Linked DNA regions of Zea mays: region 1 is linked to region 2. The links are chromatin contacts, called in public Hi-C maps. All regions are on one chromosome and are shown on one strand. The core of a region is the stretch at or near the end of the contact, and the rest is flanking DNA. Distances in the headings are between cores, read along the strand shown. Region 1 holds the start of LOC100284003 (ATP-dependent Clp protease adaptor protein ClpS containing protein). Region 2 holds the start of LOC100193983.

Region 1 (4,614 bases), core at 1,934-4,433, 200 kb before region 2:
GCTCGAGCAGCATGCACGCACTTGCCACCACGGTCTAGTTCCAGTGCTCAACCACGTCGTTTTGCTGCGGCGAGTAGGGAGCGGAGTGCTGCCGATGGATGCCTTCATCGGCGCAGTAGGCGACGAATTCAGCAACAGTGAACTCGCCTCCATTATTAGTGCACAACACTCAAAGCTTGTGGCTACTCTCCTTTTCTGTTACCATCTGAACTTGCTTGATGGCTTCCGCCACTGCCCCTTTTGTTGAAAGGACCGCCCACATGATTCGAGATGCATCGTCCACCACGAACAGGAAGTAGCACCGACCTCCAAGAGTCATCGACGTGACGGAGCCACACAGATCATCATGGAAAGCTTGAGCTGCTCCTATGCACAACACAAGACTCGAAGCAAAAATGGGCACCTCCTCAGCTTAGTGACCACACAGGTGTCACATAGCTGCTTGACGTGGTCGATCAACAGGCCAACCATGTGCCATCTTCTTGCACCTCAGCTTCTGCAGTGCCTTGAAGTGGAGGTGCCTGAACCGCTCATGTCAGCGCTAGGCTTCATCTTCACCATGAGCGCCAGTGGCAAGGCGGAGTGGCCAAGCCACCTCTAGGTGCAACACATAGATATGGTTGGGGCCACAACTGGCCTTGGAGAGGAGGCGATTGTGACGGTCCCAAATCCAGAGTATTCCCTAGTCAATCCCAACCCATGAGCCGCCTTCGTCAAGCCAGTTGAGGTTGTTGATGGAATGTGATGCGTCGAGATGTAGTAGACGTCGTGGAGCATCATGTGCTCACCGGTCTTGCCTGCGGACAAGATGGAGCTCATGTTGCATATCTCCACCAAGGACGAATCCCCAAACATGATAGAGCTTCGGATGCCACGGTCCAAGATGAAGTACTCCTGGATCCCGGTTTGTTGCTGCAGAGCAGCCGCCAAGGAAGACCCGTATGTGCAGCTTGTCGATTTGAAAGCGAGTAGTCGTTACCGCGGACTAAGGATGGGAAAGGTTGAAACTTCCCCCTTTCCTCTACTTTCTTTGAGCTCCAACTCGAGACGGCATGGGCCAGAGAAAGTGTGGGCTCTTCCTCCTTTGATTAGGCCATGTAGGCCACACCGATGCGTTCGTGCTTGGGCTGTCGGCAATCCTTAGCCTAGTGGCCTGCCCTCCACTGTTCATGTTGGTTTCATTGTGGTTCGCCTTACGTTCGCCGACGTCACCTCCTGTCTTGCCACCACGGCCTCCACTAGCCTTGCCCCTCTTCCGTGAACGTTGGTAGTGCTCTCTAGGTGCGCTCGTGCTTTCTTATTCTTCTCCTTCTGACAGGCGAGCCACTGCTCCTCGATGTAGAGTAGCTTGCTACCGAAAGTGACCGACTCGTCATGGTCGTCTACCAACTTGAGCCTTCCTATCACCTCCTCAATGGAGAAGTTCTCCAAATCTAGGAGTGTCTCTATCGCTCGAGCGATCTAGCTGCTGCGATGCGAGCCTCATGCTTCGAGGCTGCAACTGCAGTCCTACGCTATCTCGACGTCATAGATTACACCTCGGTGCCAGAAGCGGCGGCTGCCGATGCCCACTGTGCCTGGAGGACGTCAACATGACTCAGGTAGAACCCTAGGCTCTAGATACCAAATGATAGACAACCAGGGGATCCACATGGGGGGCAAAGGGGGCCATGCCCCCCCCCCCTCAATTTTTAATATCGCTTATGCCTAATATCTATTTACCGTTAAGTATAGAAATAATATCGCTTATACTTTCATTGAAACTGGGGTGATATAACACTTACTTCACATCAAATTCAGACTGGCGACCAGGAGTAGTTTTCTCAACTGGCCGATCAAGCACACCACCACCTTTGCCTGGCGCAGCTGCTGACAAAGCCATAGGAATTGCAAGACTTTGGCATCTTCCCTTGTAAATGAAAGATCTATCTCCTGCACAATATGAAGAAAATCAACATGAAACATTATACCAGCAAGTCTGCAACAGTAATCATGAACCTATGACATGATAAACAATATTCCATATAAACTGGAAGTCATGATATAGCTAGCACAGTTTTCTTTTGCACATTTGTGCATCCAGGCTGAAAAAAAATGAACAAAGATGGAGTAATAGCCTCATGATCATGCAACAGTAAACATGTCTACAAGGTTGAGGATTAGTTGGTGATAGAGCAATATTTCCTATGCATTTCAATTGAGGGTATGATATGGTGGATTCAATAATCATCTCAGTCATTTGGGGTTGTCAAGAACACGATCAAGAATAATCAGCAACTGGTAACGGCCAGCAAGAAATAATGCACCTGTGGAGATTGGCACACAGTCGCAACTGATTGTATACTTCACTAGTAGTATTAAGTGTATCTTAAATTTTAGATTTCATTGCAGGATTATTTATCTTCCTGTAAATGCACCGACTCTGCAATATAACAACTGCTAGTCTACTACCACTGATATCTGTTTGGGTAGGTGACTTAGCAGTTGGAGCCGGTTGTTAATATGTATGTAATCTGGACTAAAAATGGGAAGAGCTGTAATGCAAAACACAGTCCATGAATAAAAGCATACTGAAGCAATCAAACAAGGAACTAACAGCTAGCTGGTTGAAAATGCCAATGATGTCAACCATTTAATCTTCACCTTGCACACTTGTTCTTGCCACTAACTAGAACAGACGCAATAATTTCACCATACATCGAGTCCACGTCCTCTAGCCAACACAAGGCAGCCATTCTATGGCAGGAAACAGAAGGACTCTCTCTTCACAATACTGGCAGTAACGGCAAAATCCTTGCCAAAGTGGAACAGCACTCGTCGGCTCTCATACTCCGTGGAATCCCCCGCAGTTCTAGCTCCACAGGAAACGCGTGGACAGCACGAACCCTACTTGCCCTGTCGACCTTATCCACTGAAAGATACTAATGAGTACTAACTACTGAGGAGTACTCCCAAAATCGCATCCAAATTCCAACAAACTGACAAACCGGCGCCAGACTCGGGAGCGAGGGAGACGGAGCACCTGTCACGGCGTGGGGATTTGGGAGGCGGCTCGCCGCGGAGAGCGCAACACGGCTGGGCACCGCGGCCTCCATGTCGCCGACCGCCGTCGCCGCGCCTCGAAGAATCTGAATGTTGGGGCCGAGCTCAGCTGCCGCGGTGGTGATGCTCCGTGGGCCGTTCGACGTGCGGTTTGGAGGCATCGGATTATTTGTGGCCCGGTAATTTGGCAGGCGTCGCGGGAGGCCACCTGTTAGGCCAGTCCGCGGTCCGGACCTCTGGGCCACTGGTCTCTACAGATTTTTTCCCCCTCCGTTCCGATACTGAAACGTGAAACCTGATGAGGCTATTGGTTGAATTACCATTGTGCCCCTCCGAGTTGGTGGGGGCTGCCAATAATTTATTCACAATATATTTATTTTTCTACCATTATTAAGAAAAGTTGCTTTTGTAATACTTAAGTAGATCTGGCCCAATAACCACATAAGGACTTGTTCGCCTGCGTCTGAATCAAAGAGAATTAGGGTTGATTTGGTGACCCGGGATCACGGGAGGATTTGGAGGGGATTGAGGGGGAAATTAGTTCATTTCTCCCTCAATCTCGTCCAATCCCTCCGTGATCCCCTTGTCACCAAATCAGCCCTTAGGGCTAATTTGGTGACCCGCGATATCGGGAGGATCGGAGGGGATTGAGGGGGAAATTAGTTTATTTCCCCCTCAATCCCTTCCAATCCTCCCGGGATCCCTTTGTCACCAAATCAACCCTTAGAGAGGATTGAATTCCTCCATATTCAAAGCTGAATAGAAGTGGATTTAATCCCTAATTTCTTTTGATCTAGATGCAATCGAACAAATCCTAAAGGGTTCAACAGTTGTAGGAGAAAAATAGTTAAAATAGTAATTGATGTAATTTCTATGCTATTGGACGAGATACAACTCTCTTTATTTGATTGGAGATGAATAAAATATTGATGATAAAAAAAGAAAGATATTAGGAACCTAAATGGATTGTGACGACTAAGGTTGTCTTCGATGGATCGAGTAAAATAGGGGACGAGGCACTGTAGATGACACTGTTTGACACTGTTTACAGAGTGAAGTTTGAAATATGGGATGAGATAGATGATGAATAGAGGATTTGCTGGAGATGACCTAAGAGAATGACGAATTAGCAATTTAAAAATCTACTTTTAAACGAATACATCTAATTTTCACCTAATTAAAATGTATTAAAAAAGGTAGATATACAATTACGGTTTTATTAGGTTAAGTTATATCTACCGCAAAAAAGTTATGCAACTTAAGTTCTAATCCTATCACTAGGTTAGCAAGCTAAACTAGGAAAGTAAGCACACAACCTATATAAGCAATAAATAAAGTGTAGAAGCTTAATTCAGATAGAGATACAAATTCTTGTAGACAACTCTGACATTTTTAATTTATTGAGGTATCAAGAAGCCCACTGATAGTTTCCTAGAGAAGGTGAATAGACAACACTTTTATTTGCAGAACTTAAAACAAAATCGAATCTCGGATTAGATATTCTAGATCAAATAGAGTAAGGAAGAGGGAAGTTCTTGCACTTGATGCTCTTCTTGATTGTGGAATTAATAT
Region 2 (4,526 bases), core at 138-2,637:
TAGATTCGGGCAGGTTCGGCTTCAGATAAATCAGGCATGAGGTTCGAGTATTCTGACCGGTCCTATCCTATCTCATAGTTGGCTGTTTTTTAATCAAATGTCAATGTACATGGTTGGTTCTTCGATCAGCTGTGAAGTGGACATCATGCAGTGATGCAGCTCTACCTTATTGTACGGCTGGCTACAGTCCTCGGCAATGAAAGTCAAACTCCATTACATTGATTTATTTAACTCTCTGCTTGCAAGCGCAGCCGATCGTACAAGTACAACAAACGTATCTGACGAAGATATTTTGATGTGACGATGTTTTAAAATGTTATTGAAAAGGTACATGATTGCTTTCTAATTTATATTCAGGGCAGAGCTACGATTATGACATAAGATGGACCCACTAATTCATCAATACTATATAGTAAATAAATATCATGCGATGTTATCAATTTTAAGACATGAAATAAGAATTCTAGTTCTTTATAAATTATTCTAGTTTAAGAGTCCATTTTCTAGTTGAATGATATATTGAACTAAAGTTGTGACACAGTAATAATACCAAAATAATAAATGCGGCATAATGATGAATGTTTGATTGATGAGATTCAACTTTTATATAATGACTCTAGTATTAATGAAATAACTAATAAACTTGTAAGAGAATTAAAAAATCCAACTAGTCTCGAGCATCCATAAAAAAATTCGTCAACTTGCGCGAATACATGTCAAACTTGTTGTGTACATGGCAACAATATGTAACGACTTCAGTTGAAATTGGTTGGTTTTACTATTAGCGTTGAATTTGATATTTTAGAAAATACATGGGCTTTTTTGAACAAATTATTTTATTTCAATCAACAAAAACTTCACAATTCATATCGCCCCCCCCCCCCCCCCTTCCCTCCGTCACTGTTTTTGTTACGACAAAAACCAAAAAAGAACACATAATTGGTAGCTGTGTACATATTCTATTATCAACTAATGACATACTCCATTATCAGTAGCTTAAGCTATCTGATTATATAGTATGTACGCCAAACGATAAGACAGTTCATAACTTACTATACAGGTGCCAAAAACATGCTATAATTTTGTCTCAGACTTTTGACTTTGCTGGGCTTACAGATGGGCGCGTTTCGTCGATATAAAAGTAAAGTTCGAGTCGACAATAAGTAAACAAGGAAAATAATAGAAAATTACATTAGCCCAATCTACTATAGCCCAAACATCCATACAGCTGCAGGTGGAAGTCGTCCGGCCCGGCCCAAATTGGCGCTGCCATGGCCCACCGGCCTCACCGAAAGCGAACGACGAGGCCCGGCCGCTCCGGAGAGAAGCAAGAAGAGGACCGTCAAAGAACCCAGAAACCGAATATTCCACGGAGATGAGAAGGACGTAGGATTTTTGCGACGTACAGGCGTCCTCCTTCCGCTTCCGCACGGAAGGGGAAGATACTGTCGGAATCGGCATCTTCCCCTCCAGTCCCTCGCTCTACCACCAGCAGCAACCGCTGTCGGAGGAGGGCGTGGTTTGGGGAAGTGCCGCAGCGGGAGGAGATAAAGCGTTCTCCAATCTTCCAATCCCCTTCGTAAGTTTCTTCTGGTAGATGAACACCTTTCTTCAGGCGAAGCACACGTGGTCTAGTGACAAGCGAAAGAACCGCTTCGATTTCGTCACGATTTTCCGTGTTCATAGGCTCCATGAGTAGAATAAAGCGTTTATTCCGCTGGACGGAAATTTGGGCGTGAAACGAACCGCCGAGCTTTGTTGCCATGGAACAGTGGAGAGTGGACTGAATCGATTCACTTTTCCCTCTGTTGTTTTTGTGACGCGAGCTGCTGAGCGAGCAACAGAGGTGCTACTTGTGCTGCCTCATCTGTTAGGATGGCATGGAATTTGTAGCCATTTCCTGGTTGTGGAAATCCACTGCAGCAAGCAATGGGGAATTGTTAACAGTTTTTCATCTTGTGTGCAGTGTCAGAATAGCATATATATAGCTGAGCACATAACCTCATAATCAAATCAATGCACCCAGGAAATCGTTTCTGCATGCCTAGGAGCTATATAAACTTATAAATCTATATAGAATAAAATTCTTTCATATGGTTCGGTGCTTTGTGTCGTTTGTATCAACCGCTGCTGCTAGTTCAACGCTACAGTGACATGTGAGGAGGCAGATAGCCATAGCAGCAGCTAGAACTGCCTGCCGAATGGGCCCACGTGTGTTCATGTAGACTAAGATTCTGGACTTGTGCCATTTATGCAATAATGCTGAAGAATGACATTTGTTTTTCCCAACAGGGCTGCCACTTGTTCTAGTATCTAGTTAGTCGTGAACCTTAAAATAGGTTAAATAAATACATGGGAGTCCAAGAAGATTCTAGGCCTTCTGGGGCCCTGGGTGGCCTATACAGGGTACAGTTCGTGGGCCGGTCAATATACAGTGATGACGAAGCAGTCAAGACTAGCATTATGGATTCTTCAACTTGTGAACCACAAGAGGATAATGGCTCCGGCCGGCGTTTGCTAATCTGGTATGTTTGTTGCACATACACAAAGGAGACTGTTCAGAATCTTGTTAACTCATGCTTCGTTAATGATTTATTTTGTATCTTCAGGAGATTATGGCAGCAAAGACCCCCATGCTTGAAGCCCATACACTGTAGCCTCTCATGTATGTGTAACCTATCAGAAATTCATAATGGCAGAATCCAAATTTTTTGGCATCTCCATTTATATGCTCCATTGTGTAAATCTTATCTTGAATCAGGCGATAAACATGTTGGTGAAACTATTGCAAATGTTGTTACCTCACTTCCTTTCATTGTTCTTGGACTGCAAACACCAAGGCAAGCCCACATCTGAATCACTAACATCACTTTTTTAAAGATTTTCTTTTGATTTGTTTCTTGATTGCTGCAAGTATCAACTAACCGTTATGTACCAGTTGTGCAGAAAGAACTTGAATACAACACTTTATGCTAACTCATTGATTGGAGTTGGAATAGCTTCTAGCTTGTATCATACTTCACGGGGAGACATCAGAAAATATTTGAGATGGGCAGACTATACAATGATTGCCACTTCAACTCTAGTAAGTGGAATATTCTCATAAGGTCCCGTTTGTTTCCTTTCATTTTGAGGAATTAGAATCTTACTAATAGAATAGACTATTTTTTTTAGAATGTGACATTCCACCACTTTCCAAAGTTATCATATAAGTCTATCTCAAATTCATGGGGTGAGAGATAGAAATTGATTCTATAGATTTACATGCTATTTTTCCGATGTACAACTTATAGCACACTCTTGTACTTGCTTTGCTATAACATAAATGTAGTATATAACTATTTCTCTCATATTATTTAGGATAATATACAAATATATTTTATATATAAATATATGAACTTAATTAGTTTTGTTTAAATTATAATTATTAAAATGGAATTCAATTCCAATGAAACAAACGGGTCCTAAGAGTATTGTTGAGGCAGAATGCTACTCTTTATGCATGTCCATTCTGGAATAACCATTAAAAGCTGTCTTTCAGAAAATACCAATTTCAGTAAGTACTTTAAATCGGCAGCATGCACATTCCAGTCCTTGTGTATACTATCATTACTTTATAGCTTGTTGCATGGACTAAGCACTTTTTAGTGATGTACTAAGATAAAAAATTAGGATGGCTTATCTGAAGAATTTGATGTGTTCAAGGAAAAAGAAGAATTTGATGTGTTGTGCATTTTGAAAAGACATATTTCATGCAGTGCTTATCAAGAGCCCTTCGGGATGAGAATCCAAAATTTCTGATGGCAGCATCAACATTGCTCCTACCATTTCAACCCCTGATGGTTTCAGCTGTCCACACTGGGATAATGGAGGCAAGTAGTTCAAAGCTCATGGCATCCTACTCTGAACACAATAAACGATAGTATGTTATATGTGTATATTGGATTTATATCATTCTTTTACCAGTCATGACATATCCATCTTTCTATCCATTGTCAACCTATTCTAATAACCACCACCTCAGGTTTCATTTGCTAAACGAGCATCAATAGATCCAGAGCTCAAGACGGCACATAACCTACACAAGATATCGTCTCTCCTGGGAGGTGCGCTATTCGTCGCTGATGATGTCTTCCCACAAACTTCCTACCTCCATGCAGCATGGCATTTAGCTGCAGCGCTGGGTGTCGGCACATGCAACAAGCTGCTTGAGTGACAAAGGAAGCAAGATGCAAGACGAGTCCGTGAAGGCCTTCAACCTTGCTGCTACTGCTGTTATCAACAAGCTGTTGATACTGATTTATCAGCATGTCCTCACTAAATGCAGAATACGGTGCAGTTCCATTGTTTTACGTTGATCCGAACATTGGAGGAATCCTCGAGACAGATTAATGCACCAGATATTAGATTACCTGGCATCAGTTTGTTGCCTGTATTTGTTGTATGCTATTGTATTGTTTGTGCCAACATAAACTAAATACTGTTTGAGAATCAGATGTGTATATATATAGATAGAAACTTTGGAA

Evidence for each region. Hi-C and Micro-C count contacts between places; a contact is called where the count stands out from the background.
Region 1: a Hi-C map of leaf shows a contact between it and region 2, with 8 times the contacts expected there. The contact joins the promoter of LOC100284003 here to the promoter of LOC100193983 in region 2. A contact is called at or near these places in 4 of 25 Hi-C or Micro-C datasets (ear, leaf and tassel).

The regions. Positions count from the first base shown.
Region 1 is chr1:219,118,524-219,123,137 of Zm-B73-REFERENCE-NAM-5.0, reverse strand. It overlaps LOC100284003 (ATP-dependent Clp protease adaptor protein ClpS containing protein), which reads right to left and starts at 3,183. Exons shown (of 3, transcript NM_001370566.1): 1 at 3,023-3,183; 2 at 1,785-1,932. The coding sequence starts at 3,095.
Region 2 is chr1:218,919,518-218,924,043 of Zm-B73-REFERENCE-NAM-5.0, reverse strand. LOC100193983 reads left to right here and starts at 1,387. Exons shown (of 7, transcript NM_001139049.1): 1 at 1,387-1,579; 2 at 2,293-2,525; 3 at 2,610-2,665; 4 at 2,762-2,840; 5 at 2,947-3,085; 6 at 3,759-3,872; 7 at 4,025-4,526. The coding sequence starts at 2,353. The coding sequence ends at 4,216.